3 separate regions of the Mus musculus genome follow, and regions 1 and 2 are each linked to region 3. A link is a contact called in public Hi-C and promoter capture Hi-C data. All regions are on one chromosome and are shown on one strand. The core of a region is the stretch at or near the end of the contact, and the rest is flanking DNA. Distances in the headings are between cores, read along the strand shown.

Region 1 (4,334 bases), core at 95-2,594, 140 kb after region 3:
GAGTAGCAGCTGACATGATAGATTTTGGGTCTTATCAGTTCTCACCCAGTGTGAATGGAGAGAAAATGGAATTCAGTTGTCTCCTCTCTGAACCGATCCAGTATTGTGTATCTCAGCCCTCGTGGAATGTACTGTAGTACAAAACATACCAGCCAGGATAGGGAGAAGCCATCATTTGTGTTCCATCATTACTCAGCTACAGGACAACTTCTGGCTTCGGTCCGTCCCTCGCCCCTTATTAAAAAAATGCGGAAAACTCTCAAAAGGCACTCGAAGCAAGCAAGCTATGTGTGAAGACACCTAAACCCGTGTCTGGCACACACTGGAGTTTTAGCGTTCCCGTTCCATCGTCTTTTCTCAAATTCTCGAGATGCCCAAACTTTTTCCCTTCGTTCTTTCTAGATGCTGTCTAGGTTCCAACCAGTGCAGGCTGGCCAGGGACTTTACAGGGATTCGGAGAACCTCGCGCACAGTCCCACACGCCCAATCCTCAGCCGGGACGACAGAGCGGTGGCTTACAAGGACACGGGAGCCAGCCCGAGACGCCGAAGCGCTGCCTTTTGTTGAGGCCCTGTAGGGTGGGACTGCCACGGCTGGGGGCTCGTGGGTGGCAGGCCGGCGCGCCACGCGTGGGGCAACACTGCGGGGGTGTTCTACAGCCGCGGGCAAAGGCGGCGAGACTCGGGCCTGCGGAGGCCGCGGCTGTGCCCCGCAGGTCGGACGGATGAGGTGGGAACACACCCTCCCTGCACGCCTCGGAGCCCGGCTGCGGGCAGGGAGCGCGAGCCGCCCGGGACGGCGCGGGCGACAGCTCGCCCCGCGGAGTCCTGTCAGGCCGGCGCCCTCCGCCGACCCCCGGGCTGGCCGCGGCCTGCGGGGCCCAGCCCGGGACGCCGCCCGCCTACCTCTCGGCTCGCCTCCGCCCCTTGGAAGGGCCGGGCTGGGAGGCTGGCTCCGGCGGCCCCTGCGGAAGGCCTTGGTTACCTGGGGGGTTGCTGGTGGCTGGGCAGCTTTCCGGACGGGAGGGGGACGTCAGGACGAGGAAGCGGAGGGCGGACGCGGCGGGAGGGAGGCCGGAATCCGTCAGCCGAGGCCCTGGCAGGTAGGCGGGCTGGCCGGAGGTTGCAGACACTCGGGTGGCAGTCGCGGTGGCGGCGGCGGCTGCTCCTGCGGCTCCCTCAGGATCTTCCTCGGGCTGGCCCAAGATGGCGGCGCTCCCTGCACAGGGTTTCCTGTCACCCTCGCAATGGGCCGGACCACAAAAGAAGGGGGGAGGATGCGCGCGCAGCCAGCGGAGCCCGGAAGAGGGTGGTGGAGACTAACCTGACGGCCACGCCCCTTCGTCAGTTCGCCCCTCCGGAGTAGACCCGCCTCGGCCTCGGCCCGCCCCCACTGGTCCTCACGCCTGAAGGAGGCGGGGAAAGGAGCCTGCGCAAGCGTAGTCGTGTGCCACGCCTCCCGGCGGAGTTACTGCGCAGGTTCGCACGCTGTTTTCTAAGGGTTGACAGTGTCTGTCCAGAATTGTCGCCGTTAGAGACCTAACTATTTTTAATACGCGTAACTGCTTATCACTGGGCCGCCTCTGTATACCGGCTTCTGGAACACACACGTATTTACTGCATTTATTCAACATTTACAGACCAATTGGAGACTAGTAGGAACAAGGCTGGCCAACACCCAGAGACGCTTCTCGTGCCATCAGAGGCAAAAGGGTGGTTCACATTGACCAACCCATTTGTATAATCATGTAGCTAGGAGGTGGCCCTTTCTTGTGTTTCATCTTTGTCTAGCTTAACCTTGCTTTGCGGACACCAGCAACAGGAAGAGGGAAACTTGACATTTTTACTCCCACCTTCCCAAGACACTTCCCACTCCCACCTTCCCAAGACACCTTGGTGAAAGCAACAGTTTCACTTTCTTGGTCTTTCGTCTTTTTGCCTTGTAGAACCTGGATGTGGATTTACTTATCTTACATTTACGTTTATCTTACATTTCCTTTTTTTATCTTATTATTTATTTGACATTTACGTTATTTATCTTACATTTACGTTTAATTTATATTTTACAATTACATTGCCACAAGGATGGATATGTTAATAACGCAAAGCAAAGCAATTTTTTTTTTCAGCATAGAAGTTGACCTTTTTTCTCCTGATTTTTTTTGAGGAGTGGAGTGGGGTTCAATACAGGATTTCAGTATGTACTTCTGGTTCCCCTGGAACTCACTATGTGAATCAGGGTGGCCTCTAACTTGCAGAGATTTGCCAGTCTCTGTATTCCCGTGTTATGGTTAAAGACATGCACCATCACACCCAGGTTTCCCCCCATGATTTTAAAGGATTTGGTACATATCTTGTGTGTCTCTGAAGGGACTATGGACTGTAACCATTATCCCTACCATGCCTAGTGGATAAAATGGCCCTTTCCAGAACCCCCAAAGAAAAGTCGCAATTCTAAGCGTTTAAAACCTTTCGTTGTAAACTGGTTCTGCCTTAGGAAAGTGAGATGTCATTAGAAAAATACATAGCAGTTTGAAAATCTCTTGTTTTGATAAATACATGATACAGACAACAGTTTTATACATGTCATTTACTTTCTCAGGTCCTCAGACTTTTCTCCAAAGTAAGGATGTGATATCTAATTCCTATCTTTCTTGTTAAAATTAAATAGACAATGCATACAAAATTCCTGGCATATAATACCTTGAATGGGGACTATTATTATTTGATAAGCATAAGGTACTCTCTTCCAGTCCTGGAGGTCAGTGGTTTAATTCATTGTGGTGGTTTAAATAAGAATGGGCCCCATATGACATATATAAGATAGAAATTGGTGCCATGGACTGGGGTGTTGTGTGACAGTCATGACCATTCCATTTGTTGGAGGAATATGGAAACAACTGGGACTTTGGACTAGAAAAAGCATTGGAGATTTTAAGTGGGGCTTAATATGCCATCCTGGTAGGAACATGGAAGACAGTGCCGAGGGCAATTTGAATAGGAACCTACTCAAGATATTTCAGAGGGGAATAATGAGTGGCCTAGAGGCCATCCTTGTGATATTTTGACAAAGAATATGGCCACTTTGTCCTAAAAATTCCTGGAGGATAAATTGAAGAATTAATGAATTAATGGCCTTGGAAGAGGAGATTTCAAGATAGCCTAGTGTTGACTGTGTCACTAGTGGTCACTTTTATTTAGATCTACAATGAAAAGAAGCAAGTTGGGCAGAGAGAAATACAGAATGCACAGTTATAGCACTAGAAAGTATAATGGAGCTAAGAGTCTTGGGCTCTGGAAAAAGTTTAAAAGAAAAGCCTGATGCTAAATGGAATAAAGGCAGTGGTGGCCTCAGGGGAGGACCCCACTCAACTAAGCTGCCAGTTTGTCAAAAGGGATTAAGGAAATTTTTAAGCAATTAAAGAAACCATAGAAAGCAGAAAGGTGGTGAAAATGTATTTGAACAAGGGGCCATGTTCCAGCCCCAGCAAAGAGAAGATCATGGCAGCTTCAGGCACATGGTTCTGACTTTAGAGTCAAGGATACCAGATATGGACTGTGGAATCTCTCTCCATGGCTAAGGAAAGCCACTGAAGCCAGGAATGAGTCAGCGTTGTCCTCTACATGGAGATCTAGAAAGACCACTGCATGGATCTGTGAAGGTGAAGCCTGGATTGCCTTGGAGACCCCAAGATGTTTGCGATGCCAGAGTTGTAGGAGAGCTGACAAGGAAAGCTGCCGACTAAATGTGGAACCATCCCAAGAAAGAAGTCTGTTTCAGCCAACAAAGCTAAAGGGGGTTGGAGATGTGGAGAGCGCTTTGATATCACACATCTGATGCAGAATTTAGAGTTTGCCCTGCTGATTTTCAGTCTTGCTTTGGTCCAGTATGTCTTCACTATGCTTCCTTTTCTCTTCTGGGAATGGTATCTTCTGTGCCATCGTATATTGGAAGTATGTGACCTGCTTTTTATTTTTGATTTTTCAGGAGATTACAGTTAAGAGATGGCCATCAGTCTCAGTAGAGACTTTGGACTTTTAAACAGTGTTGATACTGTTATATACTACAGGGACTTTTGAAATTGGACTGAATGTATTTTTGCATTATGACATGGCTACAAACCTATGGGGGCAGGGAGTGAAAAGTAGTGGTTTGAGTAAGAATGGCTCCCACAGGCTCATAGATTTGAATGCTGAGTCACCAGGGAGTGAACTGTTTAAAGGGATTAAGAGCTGTGGCCCTGTTGGAACCTTGTGGAAGAAGTGTGTCACTCACTAGGGGTGCATTTTGAGATTTCAAAATGTTAGCCCAGTCCCCCACCCCTCTCTGTGCCT
Region 2 (4,640 bases), core at 1,064-3,563, 150 kb before region 3:
AGCACGAACTGTCCCTCTGTCACCTTAGACATCAAGTCTTTGAAGTTCTTTTTGGTCTTAGACAGGCCCCCCTTGTTAGGACTGGTGGCACCAAAGGCTTCCAGAGTCCCTGGTTCCAGAGCTTGAGTCTCCATTAGCTTCTGCTGACATCGGAGAAGAAAGAACAATGTTTATCTTGCCACCTGCTCCTGAAATTCTGTAAGGCTCTCAAATGCATTTATTGACAGGACAACTCTGGGAGGGAGACATTATTATCTCATTCTAGGGATAGGGAAACAGGAGACGCAAGGAGAAGTGGCCGATGACCCAGAGGCAGGGCCATGGCTCACAAGGAGTCAAGGTGGCTCTATACCATACCTAGCTGCTTCTAAGAGAGTGAATCTTCCCACTGTGCCTGGCGCAAAGGACCCATGGATCTGAACCCCACTACGAGTCCAGGAGGCTGAGGCTTTGTCCCATATGTGGGCCAGTTCTGAGGATGCAAGCACTTAAGATGTTATGTTTCCCCTAAAATGTGTTCAGAGAAAGGCCCACCTAGTACTGAAAACTTTTGAGGTGGCATGGGAACCGTGTGACATAGCTACATGCCCTCCTTTTGTAATTCCCCTTTCTATTCTCAATTAACTGATGACTTCATGGGAACCAGTCTGGGGCATTTAAACCTGTCTGAAGCACATCTGCCCACAGCAGCTAAGCCATTCCCATTGCACCTAACACATCTGGCTCTCCCCCATCTCATTGAAGTGCTGCCTTTCGCTTCCCTGCCACAGTGGCTCCTGGTGCAGTGGCCTGAGAATCTCCAAATCTCCACCCTAGAATGGTTGGAGCATCCTGCCCAATTCCCCAGCGTATTCTGCTTCCAACTCTGTCTCAGTTTTCTTCATCAATTATTTCATTCATCTTTTCCAAGCCTATTTTCCTGAGCCTGTCGCTTGCTACTACTGGCTGGCACCTGGTACGGGGAGTCTCAGGACACCCAGCTTCCCTCCAGGAATCTTCCAGAAGGTTTGTGGCTTCCCAAACCTTCAGGAGTGGCCAGCATTATTGCTTTCTCCCCTCCGGGGGGCTCACCTGGCATCACATTCCTCCACATACATACACTCTAAGGTCAAACACAGCTTGCCGTGTGTGGGGATGGTGGGGGCGCTCCTGCTCAGGGTCTCTCCCTCTGCCTAGGTGTTGGGCACCTGGTGCCCTGCCAGCCCACAAGAAGACAGCTCTGGGTGTGTTTCCATGTGAGTGCCTCTTCAGAGAAGGTTAGTCTGGCAATGTGCTAGTCCTATACGTAAAACTAAATACACGTGGACATATGAGGGGCCTGGGGCGGCAGGGCATAGTCAGGGTCTTGGGTCTCCCGATGATGGGAGTAAAGCTCCTCTTGCCTTCTCTCCCTCCTGTCTTTTATTCCAGGGCAGAGGCACAAGCACCAGGTGTGGGCTGTAGTCAGAACTTTTGCCCTCTTCCCTGGCACTTGGCTCTTTGGGAGCTGGGAGGTCCCTGCTTGCTTGGGCCTGGAGTACCGCAGGGCCGGCCGGCCTCAGCAGGTTCACAAACTGACATTTCCTCCCCCACTGAGCTTTTGGGGGCAAGCCGGGTCGCTGCGCCCCCGAGGCCGTGCTGGGCCCCCGGGTGGTGGCCCCCCCATCCCGCCTCCATCCTCCTGGAGAGGGCCCCCGAGGGCTGTGATTGGCTGATTCAAACCCATCGGCACAGAAATGCTTGTTTGCGGGTTCCCGTCGGAGTCCAGTTCAAATCCGCGGCACTGGGCGCGCGGGGCCGGGCGGGGGCAGGAAGCGCGCATGATTCATGCGCCGAGGCCTCTCCAGGGCGGCCGTTGGCTTTTTAAAAGGGTGTTCAGGGGGGAGGATAGCTTGCAGAAAGTGTCCCCTTCAGCTTCAGGCACTCCTTTCCTCAGTTGCTCTAATTGCAAACTTTCTCCCGCTCCCAGCCGATCGTGCCTTACTTTGGACGTGAGCAAAATCCCAAATGTCCTGCCTATCCTCCTCTCCATAGCTTTAAATGGAAAAGAAAAGGCACACGGCCACAAACGGAGACCTGTCACCCACACCCTGGCCAGCGTTGGGATTGTGGCTGGGACTCCCGCTGCCCTGAGGGTACCGCTCGGGCTCCATCTCTATCCCCATCCCACAAGCGCGCAGCCTCCAGCCCCCGCCCGGGGATCCTAGGGCTCAATCTAGGTTTCTAGGAGAGGGGTCGTGTGCAGGGATTAAAGCGTGAAACGCGGACACTCCCGGGGCGCCCGCAGCGCGGGACTTACCGCGAGGCAGCGCGTCAGCCGGTCCCACTTGGAGTCTGGCCACCAGGCACATCGGCGGCGGCGGTGCGCTCGGCCCAGGGCTGCCTGGCCGAGTGTCCGCCCCTGGGGCCGGGGTAGGGGTCTCGGCGGGGGCGGGGCGGGGCGGGGGCGCCGCGGGGAGGAGGGGACGCGGGGAGGGAGGGGCCGGTGAGCTCAGGAAGGGGCCCCCCGGGCGCGGGGCGCCATCTTTTTCGCGTTTTCCCGCGAATTATTGACGTCCCCGCTTATGTAATTAGCAGGGGCCGCACCGGCTTTGCCATTGGAGCCCGCGGCTGGCGGGGCCCCGCAGCGTCTCCCGGGGCCGCCCCCGCGCAGCGAGTCCAGCGGGCACACGCGGAAACACAGCTGTACAGAACCACGGCTGGGCGAGCGTACGCACACCACACGCACACAGCTACTACACCCAGACCCTTCACGACCCGGGTTGGTCTCCCAGCACCTTGATCTTACAGAACCAACATTCCACACTACTCCTTGGAGACCAGGAAAAGCCTAAGAGAATCAGACACAGGACACACACCACATATATATGTGTGCCATAAGTCACAACACTCAAATGACACTGCCCTCAGCATAGACTCCCGCGAAACCACGTGCAAGGCATACACAAGTCAGCAACATAGAGCCCCGACACAGTGACCACAAGACCCACTCGAGTATGCCAGTCACGCACTGTAGAGTTAACAGTGTAAAAGAGATAGTCACACAGACCATGTGCACAAACACGGCAAATATGAAAAGGGCAAGCTTAAGACAGATCTTGTGGATAGGGCTCCAATCAGATAAGATCTCCCTCCAGGAGAAAAAAACCAGAGTGTCCTGAACCAGACGCACTCTTGGCGCCAGAGCTTGAGATAGTGTCGGTCAACACCCCCTACCTGCATCCCTGCTTTCAATCTGGACTGCCCACTGCACCTGCTCGAATGGCTCCCTGCAGACACACCCTGCTGGGATGAGTGCATTCCTGGTGTGCTCTTTCCTCCTAGAGCCTTCCCTGTTCATTTTTCAGGGTTCACATTGGCCCTCTGCTCCCTGGGGTGTGGGCAGTCTGGCCTGCAGCTCCTGTCTGCCCCCTCAGTTTGAGATACAGGAGTCCTCTTCCACATGCCCACATTCCCCTTTACTTCTGGGTCTTACTGCTCCTCCTGAGGATTTGACCCACAGCAGAATCTGGCTGAGCCTGGAAAGGAAGTTGGTAGCAGCCCCACCAGACAGGCTCTTCCAGCCCAGGAAGGCATAGCTGCACACCACTTTCTGCAGAGATAACCCTTCTCTGTACAGGAAGCTCTGTCATGAGCCTCTAGGCTGGCCAGAGGCACCTTTAGGATTCCAGGGACAGAGACAACAGAGCAAGCCTGGCTTTGTAACTCACAGGCTGGCGCCACCTATTCCTGGATGTGAGATTGAGTGTGTCACTTTAGTTGTCCAGCTGTTGGGAAGGTTAGAGGCACTGTATGCAAAGTCCCTGTCACCCCATGGGTGGGCAGAAGGTAAATACCGTGCTTTGTCTAGTCTGTATTCATCCACTGTTCTCTTGTGTAGGGCTACAACTGGCTTTGGGCACAAAGGCAAGTAAGAGAAATGGGGCCTGCAATCTGGTGAGGCAGCCAGTACAGGGGTAACACTTTTATATAAAAAAGGTCTTTAGCATGGAATTAGGGAATTGTTGCTATGAGGCCAGTTCTGCCTCTGAGCAGGGGGATTGTGGGTAAGCTAGCCCCCAAGGTTTATTTATATACCCCGTCCTATCTGTTCCAAAGCGGGGGCAACACTACTCTGCCTCACGGGGCCGTGGCCTAGAGAGAGGTTAACATAGGCTCAAGAAGGAGCAGGTGCTTTGGTAAACTCCAAAGCAGTGTGTGAAGTGAGAAGGTGTTGACATACTAAAGACAGGAGACTTGTAATGTCACCAAAAAGGTTGTGTGTCATTCACAGTGGTTTACAGGCTAAGGTCCATGGAGAAACTAGCATTTGGACAGGATACAGTAACAGAGAGGCCCGTATTTCAGGAGGAGGGAATTTCAGGAGGGACTGATCAAAAAAAAAAAAAAATAATAATAATCCAGGTTAAAAAAATAAGAAGTGCTAGCTAGGTGTGGTGGCATAGGCCTTTAATCCCAGCACTTGGGAGGCAGAGGCAGGTGGATCTGAGTTCGAGGCCAGCCTGGTCTACAGAGTAAGTTCCAGGATAGCCAGGACTACACAGAGAAACCATGTCCGTCCTGAAAAACCAACACATAGAGTAATAAAAAAAAAAAAAAAAACGATCAGTGCTCCCTTAGGCAACGTAGATACTAAAATTTGAATGATACAGAGAAACTTA
Region 3 (4,890 bases), core at 1,525-4,024:
TTAGAAGTGCACATGAGTTTATTAACAACTCATTACAAGAACATTAAGTTTGAATAGTGAGAGCTGCATATGTGAGTACATAGGAAAATAAATATGCTAACCCCAAAAATTAAGTCTCTCACAGGCTCAGGGTGCACCCCTCCCCACACACCACCTAAGAATCATTGCAAGCTTCTAATGACATTAGGACATTTTTAAAGCCACAAAAATCACTAGATCTTTCGTAATGAAGATATTAGTTTGTTAAGGATTAAGATCTTTAAATAATCTGACTGAATTTATATAGTCTGTTTCTAGAATTAAGACTCTCAATAGCTGTCCTAAACTGAATCAAGAGTTTTGAAATTAGTAAAATTTTCTTCCAGCCTCTACACACACACACACACACACACACACACACACACACACACACAATCTTTCTGCAAGCTATCAAGAGAGCTCAGAAGGTAAAGAGGGTTGCCACCAACTGATGGGCTGACTTTGGTTCTGGGAACCCACATAGTGGAAGGAGAGACTTGACAATTAGGTGTCTCTGAGTTCCACATGTCTGTTGTGTAATGGGCATGCCTACACCTCTCCCATACACACATAGACAAATAAATACATAAATGTTTTAAAACATTGGCAGCAGAACTTCCCTCCATATAAGCTGGTCCGTATGGATGCAGCAGCCTGTGTCTAGGAAGAAATTTCACCTTGCATATTTTTCCACACTCTCAGAAGCTCAGGCCAGTGAACTGGCACAGGCAGGGATATTACTCGGGTTGTTTCTATTTTCTGCAGACATTTGCACAGCATCCTCCTATTTCCTTCTGGTTCCATTTGCATATGACATTTGTAAAAGGTCCTTTCCTGGTGTTGCTTTAAAACAATGGCCCCTTGGCTTCTGTACTCTCTCATTTGTTCTTCATAATACTAAAGCTACCTGTCCTTACTTATTCATTCTTTCATTGGGTCATTCATTCATTTTCTGCTTCTTTATCTAGAATACAAGCTCTTCTCCTACCTGAAGAACCTATTACAAGGAAGTTGTTCAGGGCATCATCTTTCTTGGACTGAAAAATGTCTCAAGGCCCAGTAATAAAGCACATCTGGCCAGTTGTGTCTATGAGTTGTTTTCAGAGAGAATTAATTAACTAAGGACTGCCATCCACATACCTTGAATATGGGTAATGACAACATGCCATAGACCAAGGGATCACATGCAAAGAGAAGGGGGTGGCCTCTTGAGGGCACGCATTCTCTCTCTATTTCTGAGCTGCCCCATCAGGAACTGCCCTGTCTATCACACCCTTCCAGTAAGTGATGGCTCTGAAATCTTTGTGAAATGAAACAAATTCCTCTTTTAAATTGCTCCTATCCTGTATTTTGTCTCAATGGTAAGAAAGCTAACTAGAATGAGGTTCAAATATTTTTGCTGAACCACCAAGCAATTAAGCACTGTGATGTAAACCGTATCCTTGCTCATGTTTTCAGAGAACGCGAGGAGATGCTTTTGTATAAGGGCCAGGAAGAATTCACTCAGGACGCAGATCACAAGGGCCTGGGTTCTGATGTTTAATCTTGATCTCCCTGAGCTTATCTGTTAAAAGTAATAAATAAAAGAAGCTAAGGTAACGGAGTGACTGTGGCCTTGTGATCAAATCTCAGAGTGGACATGTGCGGTTGCTTATGGCACCTGTTTATCCTGTCCTTCCATTTGCCTGTCTACAGATGCATTTCTGTTGAAGTCGAGGAGGAACTGAAGCGGGAACAGGACACCTCGGTAAAATTCCTCTCTCTATCAAGGTGACCTTTGGCCAGTCACCTTTCCTGTCTGGGCTTGTCATCATATGTGGACTGAGTAGGCTCAGCATATTAGCAAACACTTGTAGTACCAACTAGCCAGGGCTCTGATGCCGGAGATTTATGAGGGCATATGCTTCAAGACAGGTCTAGACAACACAGCAAAACCTCATCTTTAGATAGATAGACAGACAGACAGACAGACAGTCAGATAGATAGATGGATAGATAGATAGATAGATAGATAGATAGATAGATAGATAGATAGATAGATAGATAGATAGATAGGGTTCAGTGAGGTAGTGTTCAGTTAACTTCCAATACTAAGATGTTTGTATACACAACAATCACTGTTGAAAAGCACAAGATTTTGATAACAATGAAATTATATGACAAATTGGGTCATGAATATAGGAGTATTACAACCACAGTTTTGAATTTGATCCCTTAGTTGGGAATGCTTCAGTAACCACTATAAAGTAATCTAATATAGCATTAATTAAAGTTGTGGTCAGTAATGATTTGATTTATAAGACTGCCATATGCGTTACCAGGGCTTCACTGCACTTAGACCCAGAAAGCGAGAACTGAGTGTTAAGGATAAGGAAGTGATGAATGCCAAGAAGCTGATGGATCTTGCTTTTGCTTTCTGCTGAACAGGAAAGTGAACAGTCATTTCTGTCGTTTTTATAGGTGGCTGTCCCACAGAAACGGTCGAGCTGTTAGCTCCTCAGCAAATCAATTCCCTTCCACAGCTTTCTCGTGTGGAGCTGAGGCTATCCATTTACTATTTCAGAAGGGGACAGTTATTTTCAAGTTAGCCCAGCCCTATGAACCTCCTTCTCACTCACTGTAACTAAGGTGCCTGGGAAAATGAAGATGGCTCGGTTTACTTACGTTTGTTCCTGTCCCCAAGTTTTGTCCAGGAAAATTAAAAGACAAAGTATTCCCCAAAGACCCATGGCTGGTAGCGGCATAAACCCATGGGCATGGCCTCCCTGTAACCACTTTCCTTTTAAATAAACTGAGTTTGAAGAGTTTGGATAAATTAGTTCTCCGGTTAATTATTAATGTCAGAGAAAAAGATCTTTTAAGTGAGAAAGCTAAACTCAGAAATGGACAAAAGAGGGTGTTTTAATGAACATAAAATATGTTTTAACATCCTATCATGTCCAGTAATAAAGATGGGGGTATTTAACATTAATTTAAACCCAAAGACTTACTTTTATACGTAAAAGGACTCTCATGTGGGTGCCTGCCCCCGTGAAGGCTCAGTGCCGGCAGCCAGGAGTCACTTTGGCTCTGGCTTTCTTTTGTCACCTTCAAGATGGTTCATGACACCTTTGAACTTGCTTCTGGTAGGTTCCATTTGTTCCTGAGGTTGACTGGAGACTGACTCCCTGGGATTTCTTTTCTCTTTTCTCTTCTCTTCTCTTCTCTTCTCTTCTCTTCTCTTCTCTTCTCTTCTCTTCTCTTCTCTTCTCTTCTCTTCTCTTCTCTTCTCTTCTTTTCTCTTCTCTTCTTTTCTCTCTTCTCTTCTCTTCTCTTCTCTTCTCTTCTCTTCTCTTCTCTTCTCTTCTCTTCTCTTCTCCTCTCTCTCTCTCTCTCTTTCTTTCTTTCTTTTTTTTTTTTTGAGACAGGGTTTCTCTGTATAGCCCTGGCTGTCCTGGAACTCACTTTGTAGACCAGGCTGGCCTTGAACTCAAAAATTTGCCTGCCTTTGCCTCCCGAGTGCTGGGATTAAAGGTGTGCGCCACCAGGCCTGGCTGGGATTTCATTTTAAATGGATGGTTTTAGAATGAATGAGTCTAACTTAGAGAAATGATAGTAGCATCCTCGGTACTGGTCTGCAGAGGGATCCACACCAGTCTAGAGAAGGAACGGGTCATTGGATGGAAAAAGGTAGATGGAAATCCCGGCGAGATGCTCATGTCATTCCCTAACCAGACACTTGGATGTGTGTCTGTCTATAAATTCACATGTCACTCTTCCAAAATTCACATACAATCAGTAATAGAATATTTTATTCAAAGTATTTATGTTTTTCATTGAGGATTTCAATAGCTTAATACAAGAACTTAATATGAACAAAAATCAGTAGTATTTCCTATGACAGTTTGTTTTCTTTCTTTCTTTTTAAAAATTTTGGTGTTCAGAGACAGGGTTTCTCTACCCAGGCCTGGCTGTCCTGGAATTTACTGTATAGATATAGACCAGGCTGGCCTCGAACTCATAGAGATCTGTTTGCCCCTGTCCCCCAAGTGCTGGGATTAGAAGCATACACAACTAGACCTCACAACAGCTGATCTTCATGCCTCATTTATAATTAAGTATAATTAAGCAAAAGATAACTTTAAGATTTTTAATTAAATTTATTATTATGTTTCATGCTCATTAAAAAATTTGATTTAAATCTTCCTTTTGTTAGTGTTCATTTGTACATTAGTATATGATATGTGTTGTATTTTAAGGTAACAAAAGAAATGTCCAGGGCTGGAGGTATTATTCCATCGGTAGAGTGTCTGCTTAGCATGCTCAGTCCTGGGTAAATCCCTAGCCCTGCATGAATATGAGCTATGGTAGTGTGCGCTTGTGAGCACTGCACTCAGGAGGTAGACGCAGGAGAATCAGAAGTTATAGGTCATCCTCGCCAATATAGTGGGTTTGAGGCCAGGCTGGGCAATGTGAGACCCTGTCTATAACAATGATGATAACAACAACAACAACAACAACAACAACAACAATAATAATAATAATAATAGCAATAAAGAGATGTCTAAACATAGTCCTGTATGTCCTATGTTTTTGGCCACACTGCAATGACATACTTTCCTTAAGTCAATAAGGTTTTATTTACCAACTCTTTAATACTGAATTTATTAAAAGAAAGTGAAGTAGCAAGAAAAAATTTTTACACTATTTTACTATTAGTATTTCTTTTATACATATCATTGAAATGGGGAAAAAAGCTGCCACTATTATTTGACTATCTAGCTCATTTATTTCCAAAGAAAGCCTGTAGAATGATTAAGCCGGGTTGCAAAAGATGGGTCAAGTTAAAGCAAACAGGACTTTTTGGTCATTTTCGGGAAACAAAACTTGAGAG

The links. Promoter capture Hi-C pulls out the DNA fragments that hold promoters and counts their contacts. Hi-C and Micro-C count contacts between places; a contact is called where the count stands out from the background.
Region 1: a contact with region 3 is called in a Hi-C map of liver, with 2.2 times the contacts expected there. The contact joins the promoter of Rab14 here to the promoter of Hc in region 3. A contact is called at or near these places in 2 of 39 promoter capture datasets (embryonic stem cells and stem cell-derived epiblast-like cells), 1 of 484 Hi-C or Micro-C datasets (liver), 1 of 115 datasets of contacts at active chromatin or transcription factors (pancreatic cancer cells) and 1 of 9 other capture datasets (adipose tissue).
Region 2: a promoter capture Hi-C map of neural stem cells shows a contact between it and region 3. The contact joins the promoter of Phf19 here to the promoter of Hc in region 3. A contact is called at or near these places in 14 of 39 promoter capture datasets (the 3T3-L1 cell line, 3T3-L1-derived adipocytes, the C10 cell line and 9 more), 4 of 115 datasets of contacts at active chromatin or transcription factors (bone marrow-derived macrophages, craniofacial prominence, large pre-B cells and 1 more) and 3 of 9 other capture datasets (adipose tissue, liver and pancreatic islet).

The regions. Positions count from the first base shown.
Region 1 is chr2:35,199,776-35,204,109 of GRCm38.p6, forward strand. It overlaps Rab14 (RAB14, member RAS oncogene family), which reads right to left and starts at 1,345. Exons shown (of 8, transcript NM_026697.4): 1 at 985-1,345.
Region 2 is chr2:34,911,663-34,916,302 of GRCm38.p6, forward strand. Phf19 (PHD finger protein 19) reads right to left here and starts at 2,314. Exons shown (of 15, transcript NM_028716.4): 1 at 2,279-2,314; 2 at 1-140. The coding sequence starts at 134. It overlaps Gm24905 (a small nuclear RNA gene), which reads left to right and starts at 4,588; the gene lies at 4,588-4,640.
Region 3 is chr2:35,058,638-35,063,527 of GRCm38.p6, forward strand. It overlaps Hc (hemolytic complement), which reads right to left and starts at 2,775. Exons shown (of 41, transcript NM_010406.3): 1 at 2,682-2,775. The coding sequence starts at 2,746. It overlaps Gm39794 (predicted gene, 39794), which reads left to right and starts at 4,873. Exons shown (of 2, transcript NR_168708.1): 1 at 4,873-4,890.